Regions from separate parts of the Mus musculus genome. Here regions 1 and 3 are each linked to region 2. The links are chromatin contacts, called in public Hi-C and HiChIP or PLAC-seq maps. All regions are on one chromosome and are shown on one strand. The core of a region is the stretch at or near the end of the contact, and the rest is flanking DNA. Distances in the headings are between cores, read along the strand shown. Region 1 has its middle 6.3 kb from the start of Fbxw23. Region 2 has its middle 15 kb from the start of Fbxw21. Region 3 has its middle 29 kb from the start of Fbxw24.

What was found. A called contact is a pair of places that touch in the nucleus more often than the background predicts. HiChIP or PLAC-seq counts read pairs in DNA pulled down with a chosen protein or histone mark.
Region 1: a contact with region 2 is called in an H3K27ac HiChIP or PLAC-seq map of embryonic stem cells, with 7 times the contacts expected there. The contact joins two enhancer-like sites. A contact is called at or near these places in 2 of 39 promoter capture datasets (hippocampal neurons and liver) and 2 of 115 datasets of contacts at active chromatin or transcription factors (both in embryonic stem cells).
Region 3: a Hi-C map of embryonic stem cells shows a contact between it and region 2, with 6 times the contacts expected there. The contact joins two enhancer-like sites. A contact is called at or near these places in 2 of 39 promoter capture datasets (embryonic stem cells and liver), 1 of 484 Hi-C or Micro-C datasets (embryonic stem cells), 2 of 115 datasets of contacts at active chromatin or transcription factors (acute myeloid leukemia and embryonic stem cells) and 2 of 9 other capture datasets (embryonic stem cells and macrophages).

Annotation. Positions count from the first base shown.
Region 1 is chr9:109,547,768-109,551,307 of GRCm38.p6, forward strand. No RefSeq gene overlaps it. Among named protein-coding and RNA genes, the nearest start is that of Fbxw23, 6.3 kb to the left of the region's middle. Within about 2 kb of position 1,599, at least 7 of the 459 cell types and tissues checked have an H3K27ac peak or open chromatin away from gene starts, as enhancers often do. A contact at or near this core is called in embryonic stem cells, where this site is marked.
Region 2 is chr9:109,175,554-109,179,085 of GRCm38.p6, forward strand. No RefSeq gene overlaps it. Among named protein-coding and RNA genes, the nearest start is that of Fbxw21, 15 kb to the left of the region's middle. Within about 2 kb of position 1,863, at least 7 of the 459 cell types and tissues checked have an H3K27ac peak or open chromatin away from gene starts, as enhancers often do. A contact at or near this core is called in embryonic stem cells, where this site is marked.
Region 3 is chr9:109,595,733-109,599,317 of GRCm38.p6, forward strand. No RefSeq gene overlaps it. Among named protein-coding and RNA genes, the nearest start is that of Fbxw24, 29 kb to the right of the region's middle. Within about 2 kb of position 1,724, at least 5 of the 459 cell types and tissues checked have an H3K27ac peak or open chromatin away from gene starts, as enhancers often do. A contact at or near this core is called in embryonic stem cells, where this site is marked.

The DNA of each region.
Region 1 (3,540 bases), core at 349-2,848, 370 kb after region 2:
CAGCAGCTTCATAATAGGCTATTCAAACTTTACTGGGAGATGAAGAAAGATGAATCCACATTAATGGTCCCCTTGCCAAAGAATTGCTGTGGGCACATGAATAGCAATAATCCAAACAGCCAACAACTGATCATAGTCTATATAATGTATCTGTTGTTGGCTACTAGCTTCCTCTATTTTCTGCAAAGCTACTTGTCCCCCATCAGTTAATTGTCCAGGGGAATTAAAATTTGCATACCCTTTGAGAATATCAAACAGGGGCTTAAGTTCCTGGGGTAAGCTTAAGAGGAGGTCTTAGCCAATTAACATCTCCTAAAAGCTTTTTAAAGTAAGTAAACTATCTTTTTTTATTTAAATTTTCTGTGCTACAGTTTGTTTTGGAAAGAACTGATGTTCCAAATATTGAAAAGAATATTGTCTTTGAATCTTTTATGGAGCAACAACTACTCCCCAGAATTTTAATGCTCATTGTATAAGAGCAAAGGGTTGTAGTAAAAGGCCTTCAATGGAATCAGCTAATCAAATACACTCCATATAAAGAATAATATACATGGAAAGATTCAAAGTCCTAACTTCTCGTATTGAAGCAGATGCAAGATTTTTTTACACAGTATAGGGCTATTAGCCATGCCTTCAGTCAAAACATTCAAAATACACACACACACATATTATATATTATAATATATATAATTAATATATATAATTATATTATAATATATAATTATAATACACACACACACACACACACACACACATATATATGGACTCAGAGGAGGCTTATGTGGCATTCCTTTTGTCTTTGTCATCCTGATTAGCACTGAGCAAGGTGTTTACCAGACCTAGCAGAAGAATTACTCAACTTGTTTTACTTGCCTTGCATCCCCCCCTCCCAAATTTGTTAAGAGTAAGAGAGAACAAGGTGACTTTGGTTTCTCAGAGGTATACTGGGTTCAATCTATTACTAGTAAGAGATCTCACCTTAAATTAATAATTGAAGAAAATAGCTTTGAAGAATTAATAGACACTGGAGCTGATGAACTCACTCACTGCCAAGAGATTGGTTATTCTAAATCAAAGTTCCAAACTTAAGTTTTAGGAAAGGTTAATGAAGCTAGAGACTTATGAAGGCATTACAAACTGGCTTACCTACTCCATCTGCCTTTCCAAAATATAGGGATATGATTATTATAGATTCAAAAGATTGTTTTTATACTATTTTTTGCATGTCCCAAAGGGACCTAGATTTAACCAGGACTAAAGATAGCTTCAATAGGAGCCAGAGAGGAAGCAGGACATCTCCCAATTTCCAACTGTCCCTAGGAGAGCTCAGAAATACCTTATGTCCATTTTTTGGCTAACACATCCTAGACAGGGGACAACTGCTTTTCTGAAACCTATTCTCTCTCTCTCTCTCTCTCTCTCTCTCTCTCTCTCTCTCTCTCTCTCTCTCTCTCTCTCTCAGAGCCATGCACAGCATAAATCTTCTTGAGCTAAGAATTTTTCTATCATCTGTTTTTTAAACCCTGCTCCTCTCACCCAATTCAGCTCTTGGCTGCAGATATATCCCTATATAGAATTCCTCTGTCCCAATGCACTGTCACCCCTGGATGAAATCAGCATCTGGTCAGCATCACTCCAGCCTAGCTGTATCCTGCTTAACTGCACCTCCTGCAACAACAGCCTCCAAAAAGTAAACTTTATACCTAAGATTACCATTAATGCTGTTTGTTTCTTAGTGTGCAGGATACTGTTACTTTTCCTCTATTTTCTATGGACCTCTACCCAAGACAGTGTTTCTCATTGGTTTGCCCTACCCCCCAGATTTCAGACCCATTTTTTTGGTGCTACCTATAGCTAGCTGTACAGGAGCCATAGAAATCTGGGTTTACATAAAAAGGGGGCTGGAAATGAAAAAGGATGGGGTGTGAGAGAAGGATAGAGCCAAGAGACGCTTTTCTGATCAACGCTCAAAGTTTAATTCTGCAGCTCCAGTTTATAAAGGGAAGACCACAAAACCCATCCTTTGTTTCAGCTGGATTGTGTTGCAAAGCAAGCTCAGCATGCAGTCTATTCCCTCTGAGTTCCTATAGGAAACTGCAGGTGCAGCAAGAAAGACAACTCCACCTAGTTCATAAAACCCAATTTGGCAAGCACTCACAGTCTGTTTAGCCTTTGGAAGGATAGAAGGAAGGGCACAAAACACTGAATTTTGTTGTGAAATTCCTTAAAATTCTATGAAGAAATTGTCTCTGTTTTGCCTGCTTTTTTCAGTTGGTAATATTTTCATTCCCCAACTCAGAAAATTCTCTTCTGTTTAGACATATAGCCTCATTTACTTACTTGAGGGTTTTGTCACACAGTCTCAGCTACCTTGAGCTCCCTGTGGTCAGGCACAGCCTCCTAAGTGCTGGGTCTCCAAGGATACACATCCCTTACCTAGACAGTCAGGGAGCTTGTTTTACGTGTGTGTGTGTGTGTGTGTGTGTGTGTGTGTGTGTGTGTGTGTGTGTTGGTTTGTTTTGCCTGAATGTGTACCAGAAGCATGTAGTTACCTCAGAGGCCAGAAGAGGGTGTTGGATCGCTGGAACTGTATTGTCAGTTGTGAACTGCCCTGTGGGTGCTGGGAATTGAACCTGGGTCCTCAGGAAGAGCAGCTCTGGTCTTAACTAGCAAGCCTCGTCTCTAGTCCTTTGGTTTAATTTCTTTTGAGAGGCAGTGTCATGTACCCCAAGAGAGCCTTGAGCTCACCTTATAGTTTAGGATTCCTTTAAGGCTTTTGCCTCTCAAGTGGCTTAGCTATAGGGTTTCTTTGTTTGCATGGTTCTGTGTGCTATGCACTTGTGTGCATGTGTGGTAATCTGAATGAGAATGGCTCTCATAAACTTGGCAACTAGTTAGTGGAACTATGTTGGAAGGATTAGGAGGTGTGGCTTGGTTGGAGGGGTTGTGTCACTGTGGACAGGCTTTGAGGTTTAAAAAGACTTGTCATTCCCATGCTTTCTCTTTGTTTCCTATGTGCAGGTCAAGAAGTGCACTCTTCATTGTTCCTGCTCCATGCCTTTACTCCACTCTATTGATTCTAATCCTTTTAAACCATAAGCTCAATTATCTCTAATTTTCCATTTTAAGGTTAATCTAGACAGGGTTTCTCTGTGTACATATATGTACATAACCCTGACTGTCCTTGAACTCACTCTGTTAACCAGGCTGGCTTGTGCTCAGTTCTGGCTGACTCTGTCTCCCAAGAGGTGGGATTAAAGGTGTGCTCTGCCACCATTGAGCCATCTCACCAGTCCCAGGTCCATATGATTTTTTTTAAAGATTTATTTTTTATTATACATAAGTACACTGTAGCTGTCTTCAGACACACCAGAAGAGAGCATTGGATCTCATTACAGATGGTTGTGAGCCACCATGTGGTTGCTGGGATTTGAACTCGGGACCTCCGGAAGAACAGTCATTGCTCTTAACCGCTGAGCCATCTCTGACTATTAACAATTATTTTCTTTGCTTCTTTTCTTTTTTAAAAAAGATTTTTAT
Region 2 (3,532 bases), core at 613-3,112:
TTAAGTTTTCCTGGGGTAAGCTTAAGATGAGGTCTTAGCCAATTAACATCTCCTAGAAGCTTTTTAAAGTAAGTAAACGGCTTTTTCTTATTTGAATTTTCTGTGCCACAATTTGTTCAGGAAAGAACTTGTGTCCCAAATATTGAAAAGTATACTGTCTTAGAATCTTTTCTGGAGTAACAACTATTCCCTAAAATTTTAATGCTCATTGTATAAGACCAAAGGCTTGTAGTAAAATGCCTTCAGAAAGATCAGCTAATAAAACACCCTCCATATAATGAATAATGTACCATGAAAGATTCAAAGTTCTAACTTCTTGTACTGAAGCAGAAAGAAATTTTTTTTTTAACATAATATGGGGTGGTTAAACATTCCTTGAGGCAAAACTTTCCAATGATATCTATCACTTCATGGGTACCTTAAAATTACAAGTTCTCTAAAAGCAAACCCTTTATAATCATCAGGAATCAGAGGAATAGTATAAAAACTATGTTTTAAATTTATAATAATCTTTTAACTATATTTTTGAAAGGCAGCTGGTGTAGGTAAGCCAGGTTGTAATGCCTTTATAAGTCTCTAGTTTCATTAATCTTTCATAAATCTTAAGTTTGGAACTTTGTTTTAGATTATTAGAATAACCAATCCCTTGGAGGTGAGTTAGCACATCAGCTTCCAGTGTCTATCAATCCTTCAAACCTTTTTTTCTTCTTCATTAATTTAAGGTTAGATCTCTTACTGGTAATACATTGAACCCAGTACACATCAGAGGAACCAAAGCCACTTTGTCCCCTCTCACTCTTAACAAATTTGGGAGAGAGGGGATACAAGAGAACTAAAGCAAGTTGAGCAATTCTTTTGTCAGCAGGTCTGGTAAACACTTTTCTAGGGACTAGTCAGGATGACAAAGACAAAAGGAATGCCACATAAGCCTCCACTGAGCCCACCATGAGCTTTGCCTTAACTCAAATGTAAATGCTTCTTAATCTGGGTCTATTTCCTGAGGTCTGGCCCAATGATTACCCTTCCTGCATGGAGGACAGATTCTAGGGGAGTGATTCTGCAGCCTGTCTATGCCTCTATTTTTTTGGACAGTCTTTCCTTAAATGACCTATCCCCCAATAATTAAAACATTCCTTATCTCATCGTTGCTGTGAAAGCATTGCTTATACTGTAATCCCCTGCAAGGCAACAGCCATAGCCAGACCCTGATTGTATTAGGGTCCAATTTCTGTAAAAAGACATGTGCCACACCAAACCCTGTAGAATCTATGTGACAAGTTTCACAGACAGAGGCAATATACTTCAAAATAAGGAGGTCTCTTGGAACAGGTTGTGGAACTCTTGGCCAGAAGAAAATATTGAGCCATAGTTCTCTTGGCAACTTATTTGTTTTATGTTTTCTATCCCATTTTCTAATTTATGAGTTGTTCCTGATAGTCTAGGCTAAGATCTTAAATAAGAATAATGGTTAAGAAACCATCCCTTGAGATGGGATCACTAACATGACCTTATCTCTGGGGAAACCAATACTTTATGAATCATTTACGAAATTATATAATAGTACTGTGGCAGATTAAAAACTTTCCCAACAATAAAACTTCATATGGCTACATGTGTGTCATTGGAGGTTGGCTTTGGTATATGGTAAAGAAAGCCTGAAATAAAAAGAATTAAAATAGTTTAAAATTATGCATAGAGCCATCACGGGTTCTGATCAAGCTTCAAAGTTTAATTCTGCAGCTCCAGCTTATAAAGGGAAGACCACAAAACCCATCCTTTCAGCTGGATTGTGTTGCAAAGCAAGCTCAGCATGCAGTCTATTCCCTCTAAGTTCCTGTGGGAATCTGCAGGTGCAGCAAGGCAAACAACTCCACCTAGGTCATAAAACCCATTGTAGCAAGCACTCAAGGTCTGTGACCCTGCTCAAGGATGGGGGAAGGGCATGAAACACTGAAATTCATTAAGGAATTTCTTAAAATTCTATGAACAAATTGTCTGTTTTTTTCAGTTGGTAATATTTTCATTCCCAAGTCCCTTCTGTTTAGTCATATAGCCTTATTTACTTACTTGATAAATGGTTTTGTCACACAGTCTAAGCTACCTTGAGCTCCCTGTGATCAGGGTCAGCCTCCTGAGTGCTAGGATTCCAGTCATATACTTTCCTTACCTAGACAGTCAGGGAGCTTGTTTTGCATGTATTTATATATGTATGTATGTATGTATGTATGTATGTATGTATGTTGGTTTGTTTTGCTTGAATGTGTACCAGAAGCATGTAGTTACCTCAGAGGCCAGAAGAGGGTGTTGGATCGCTGGAACTGGATTGTCAGTTGTGAACTGCCATGTGGGTGTTGGGAATTGAACCTGGGTCCTCTGGAAGAGCAGCTTTGGTCTTAACTGCTAAGCCTTGTCTCAAGTCCTTTGGTTTTATTTCTTTTGAGAGGCAGTGTCATGTAACATGAGCAAACCTCGAGCTCGCCGTATGGTTTAGGATTCCTTTACTTTTGCCCCTCAAGTGTCTGAGCTATGGGGTTTCTTTCCTTGCATGATTCTTTGTGTTTTGCATGTGTGTACATGTGTGGTATTCTGAATGAGAATGGCTCCCATAAGCTTGGTCAATAGTTGGTGCAACTATTTTGGAAGGATTAGGAGGTGTGGCCCTGTTGGAAGGGTTGTGGACAGTATTTGAGGTTTAAAAAGACTTGTCATTCCCATGGTGTCTCTTTGCTTCCTATGTGAAGATCAAGATGTGCACTCTCCACTGTTCCTGCCTCCATGCCTTTGCTCCACCTTATTGACTCTAATCCTTTTAAACCATAGGCTCAATTAGACTTTAATTTTCCATTTTAAGGGTTTTCAAGACAGGGTTTCTCTGTGTACATATATGTTTATATCACTGACTGTCCTGGAACTCACTCTGTAAAACAGGCTGGCTTGTACTCGGTTCTAGCTGACTCCCAAGTGGTGAGATTAAAGGTGTGCTCAGCTACCACCTGGCTTTTAATAATTATTATTTTTTGCTTTTCTTCTTTTAGTTTTTTTTTTAAAAAAGATTTTGTATGTGTTTTTGTTTTGCTGATAAGTATGTCTTTGTGAAGGGTAACATATCTGCCAGAACTGGAGTTACAGTGTTAGCTGCTCTCTGTGTGCTAACAATTGAACCCAGGTCCTGTGGAAGAGCAGCCAGTGGTCTTCACTGCTGAACCTTCTCTCTAGCCCATGTGCCATTGATTTAAAAAGTGGTTTGAGAAAAAAAAAAGCAGTCAAGAATTCAAAAGAGAATAGTGAGGAGAGGTATATGGAAATGTTTAAAGGAGGAAGGGGGGAATGGGTAATTATAGTCTCATAAAGGGTCTTTTTTATTTTAACTTTCCTCATGGCTTCTTCAGTGATAAGGTGCCCACATGTCCTAGTCATCTGAGTCAACCCTATAGCCATGAAATGACAGATGTCATAGCCAAGTAGCTTGTACATCTAGTCACAGGTTTTGTTTCAGATATAGTTTCTCATGATATAGCCCTGGTTGGCTTTG
Region 3 (3,585 bases), core at 474-2,973, 420 kb after region 2:
TGAGCCTGTGATCGAAGTGAAAACTGCAGCCAATGGAACACTGGCAGATTACTATAATTTTCAAGTTTGTTTTGCAATTTTAGAACATAACCGGAGTTTTGGAAAACAAACCCAATTATTAACAGTGTAAACAATCCATTCTCTTTAAAAATCAATACGAGGAGTATTACTTTCACTTTAAAATGTTTGGCTTCCAGTTTTTATATATGAATGCATGACAGAGCAGCTTTTAATACCTCATTAAAGAGACACTGTTTTAAATCCTATCCTTTATGAGTATAGTTTCTAGGATAGGATAGGGTTGGCTCATGCCAAGTATTGTTGTTTAGAATGATTCCAACCCTGAGTTACCAGGTTTAAGTTAACTTACTCTTAGCAATATTAGAAATTTCTAATCATACCCAATAACTTATAAGTCAACACTTTATAACCAAGACATGCCGAACATATTTATACCTTTAAAACCACTCAGAAACAAAAATGAAGTAGTACACACATCTTTTATATTTAGACCAAACAAAATTTTCTCATCCTTTCTAGCTGTAATTTCAAGGGAAAAACACCCTGTCTCCAGCTGAGCTTGACTCCCAGTTATCATGCAGGATAACTTATTAGTTTCTGCTCTGCAAATTAAGACTGCATTCTAAACAAGTTAGATTAAATCGAGGGGTGGATAGCCAGAGATAAAGTTTTAACCATTTTTCCTTTTCAACATGAAACATAGAACAACAATCATTCAAATTATGAAATGAAAATAGACATAAATTGACACACATGGACAGATTGGTGCACCAAGGGCAGACAATAAACAGAGAGAGAAGAGAATTTCGTGTCCCAAAGGGACCTAGATTTAACCAGGACTAAGGATATCTCCAGTAGGAGCCAGAGAGGAAGCTGGATAGCAATTTCCAACTGTCACTAGGAGAGTTCTGAAATAGCTTATGTACATTTTGCTAACAGGTCCTGGACTGGGGAAACCTATTCTCTCTCTTTATTTATCTCTCTTTCTTTCTACTTCTCTGAGACACTCAGTGCATAAATTCAATTGAGCTAAGAATTTTTCTAACATCTGTTTTTTACAAACCTTGCTCCTCTCTCCTGATGGAGCTCTTGGCTACAGATATATCCCTATATAAAATTCCCCTGTCCAATGCGCTTTCGCCCCTGGGTGAAATCAGCATCTGGTCAGCATCACTCCAGCCTCGCTGTATCCTGCTTAAATGCATGACCTGCAACAACAGCCTCCAAAAAATAAACTTTATATCTAGTGCTACCATTAATGCTGTTTGTTTCTTAGTGTGCAGGATACCGTTACTTTTCCTCTGTTTTCTCTGGACCTCTACCCAAGACAGCATTTCTCAGTGGGTCAACCCATTTTAGACCCCTTGTTCCAGCATCACCTGTATATTTCCAATGCCCATGGAAAACTGGGTTTACCTGAATGGGGTTCTGGAAATGGAAAAAGATAGTGTGTGTGAGAAGGATAGAGCCAAAAGAAGGATCTGATCAAAACTCAAAATTCAATTCTGCAGCTCCAGCTCATAAAGGAAAGACCACAAAACCCATCCTTTGTTTCAGCTGGATTGTGTTGCAAAGCAACCTTAGCTGGCCAGTCAATTCCCTCTAAGTTCCTAAAGGAAATGGCAGGTGCAGCAAGGCAGACAACTCCACTTAGGTCATAAAATCCATTGTTCTAAGCATTCAAGTTCTGTTTTCACTACTCAAGGATGGGGGAATGTAGGGCAGCAGGCATGGGGGAATAAAGGGAGAGGGAGGAAATAGGAGTCCCCTCAGAGTTCTGGTGCTCTGGGCAGGCAGAATAGGGAGAACTGCCATAAGCTTTCCACTGGGCCCCAGGTGGGTGTCTGCCTGTGGGAAGCCATAGAACTCAGCCTGCCAGGGCTGGGTGTAGAAAAAGGGCAGGCATTCTGAAGTCTCTGGGCCTCAATGAGTCCAGAGATAACAGGTTCTCAGTCTTAGGCATCCCAAACAGAATTTGATACCTTGGAAATGCTGAGAACAAAGTGGGAGCCCTGAGGGTGGCTCAGCCAGCCTCATGGTCAAAGGAAGGAGGCAGGGGAATAAGGGGCACTGGGTGTTTCCCATGCAGGCAAGAATCCTTGGTACAGTCCATGGAGGAGGAAGGGCACAGGAAGGCCTTCAAGAAAGTTAGACATGGCTCTTCAGGGGAAATCCTACCCCATCATTCAAGCACATCAGGCCATGATGAGCAGAGACAGTCTACTGTTTTAGATCTCTATTGTAGAAAGGCAGGGAGAAAGAGAGAAAGGAGAGAGAGAGAGAGAGAGAGAGAGAGAGAGAGAGAGAGAGAGAGAGAGAGAGAGAGAGAGAGAGAGGCTGACCATGGCCAAGTGGAGAGAAGAGGGGGAAGAGACGAGAAAGGAGAGCTAGAAATGAGAGTAAGAAAGGTGAGAGTCTAAGAGAGAGAGAGGAAGGGCCAAGCAACTCTAGTTCCTTTTCTAGTGGGCTGGGCTACAGTCTTGTTGCCAGGTAACTGTGGAGAGGACCATATCAGGCCTCATACTCAGGTAACTATGAGGGTGGAGTCAAGCTAGAATGCCAGGAGCTTGGGGCTTTGTCTGAATGACTGACAGTGACAGAATTATGGTGTTGGTGACTCTGTGGTATCAGACACCTCCCTGGGAACGTGGCTCACTGTCCCATCCCTTGTAAAATTTTCAACTGGGTCTCAAGAGCAAGCCTCTTTCAACCAAACCAGGCTGCTTTTCAGGGCCCCACAGGGGAATGGCACAAACTCTGAAAATCATTAAGAAATTATTTAAAATTCTATGAACAAATTGTCTCTGTTTTGCCTGCTTTCTTAATTTATTAATATTTTCATTCCTCAACTCAGAAAAGTCTCTTCTGTTTGGCAATATTGCCTTATTTACTTGAGAAAGGGTTTTGTCACACAGTCTAAGCTACCTTGAGCTCCCTGTGGTCAGGCTCAGCCTCCTTAGTGCTGGGTCTCCAGTCATAAACTCCCCTTACCTAGAGAGTCAGTCAGTCAGGGAGCTTCTTTTGCATGTATGTATGCATGCTTTGCCTGAATGTGTACCAAAAGCATGTAGTTTCATCAGAGGCCAAAGAGGGCGATGAATCCTTGGAACTGGATTGTCAGTTGTGAACTGTCCTGTGGGTGCTGGGAATCGAACCATGGTCCTCTGGAAGAGAAGCTCTTGTCTTAACTGCCAAGCCTCGTCTCTAGTCCTTTGGTTTTATTTCTTTTGAGAGGTGGTGTCATGTACCCCAGCTTAGCCTTGAGCTCACCATATGATTGAGGATCCATTTACTTTGGCCACTCAAGTGGCTTAGCTATGGGGTTTCTTTCTGCGTGATTCTGTGTGATTTGCACGTGTGTGCATGTGTGGTAATCTGAAAGAGAATGAGTCCCATAAGCTTGGCCAATAGTTGGTGGAACTATTTTGGAAGGATTAGGAGGTGTGGTTCTGTTGGAGGGGTTGTGTCACTGTGGATAGTCTTTGAGTTTTAAAAAGACTTGTCATTCCCATGGTGTCTCTTTGCTTTCTATGTGCAGATCAATATGTGCACTCTCCACTGTTC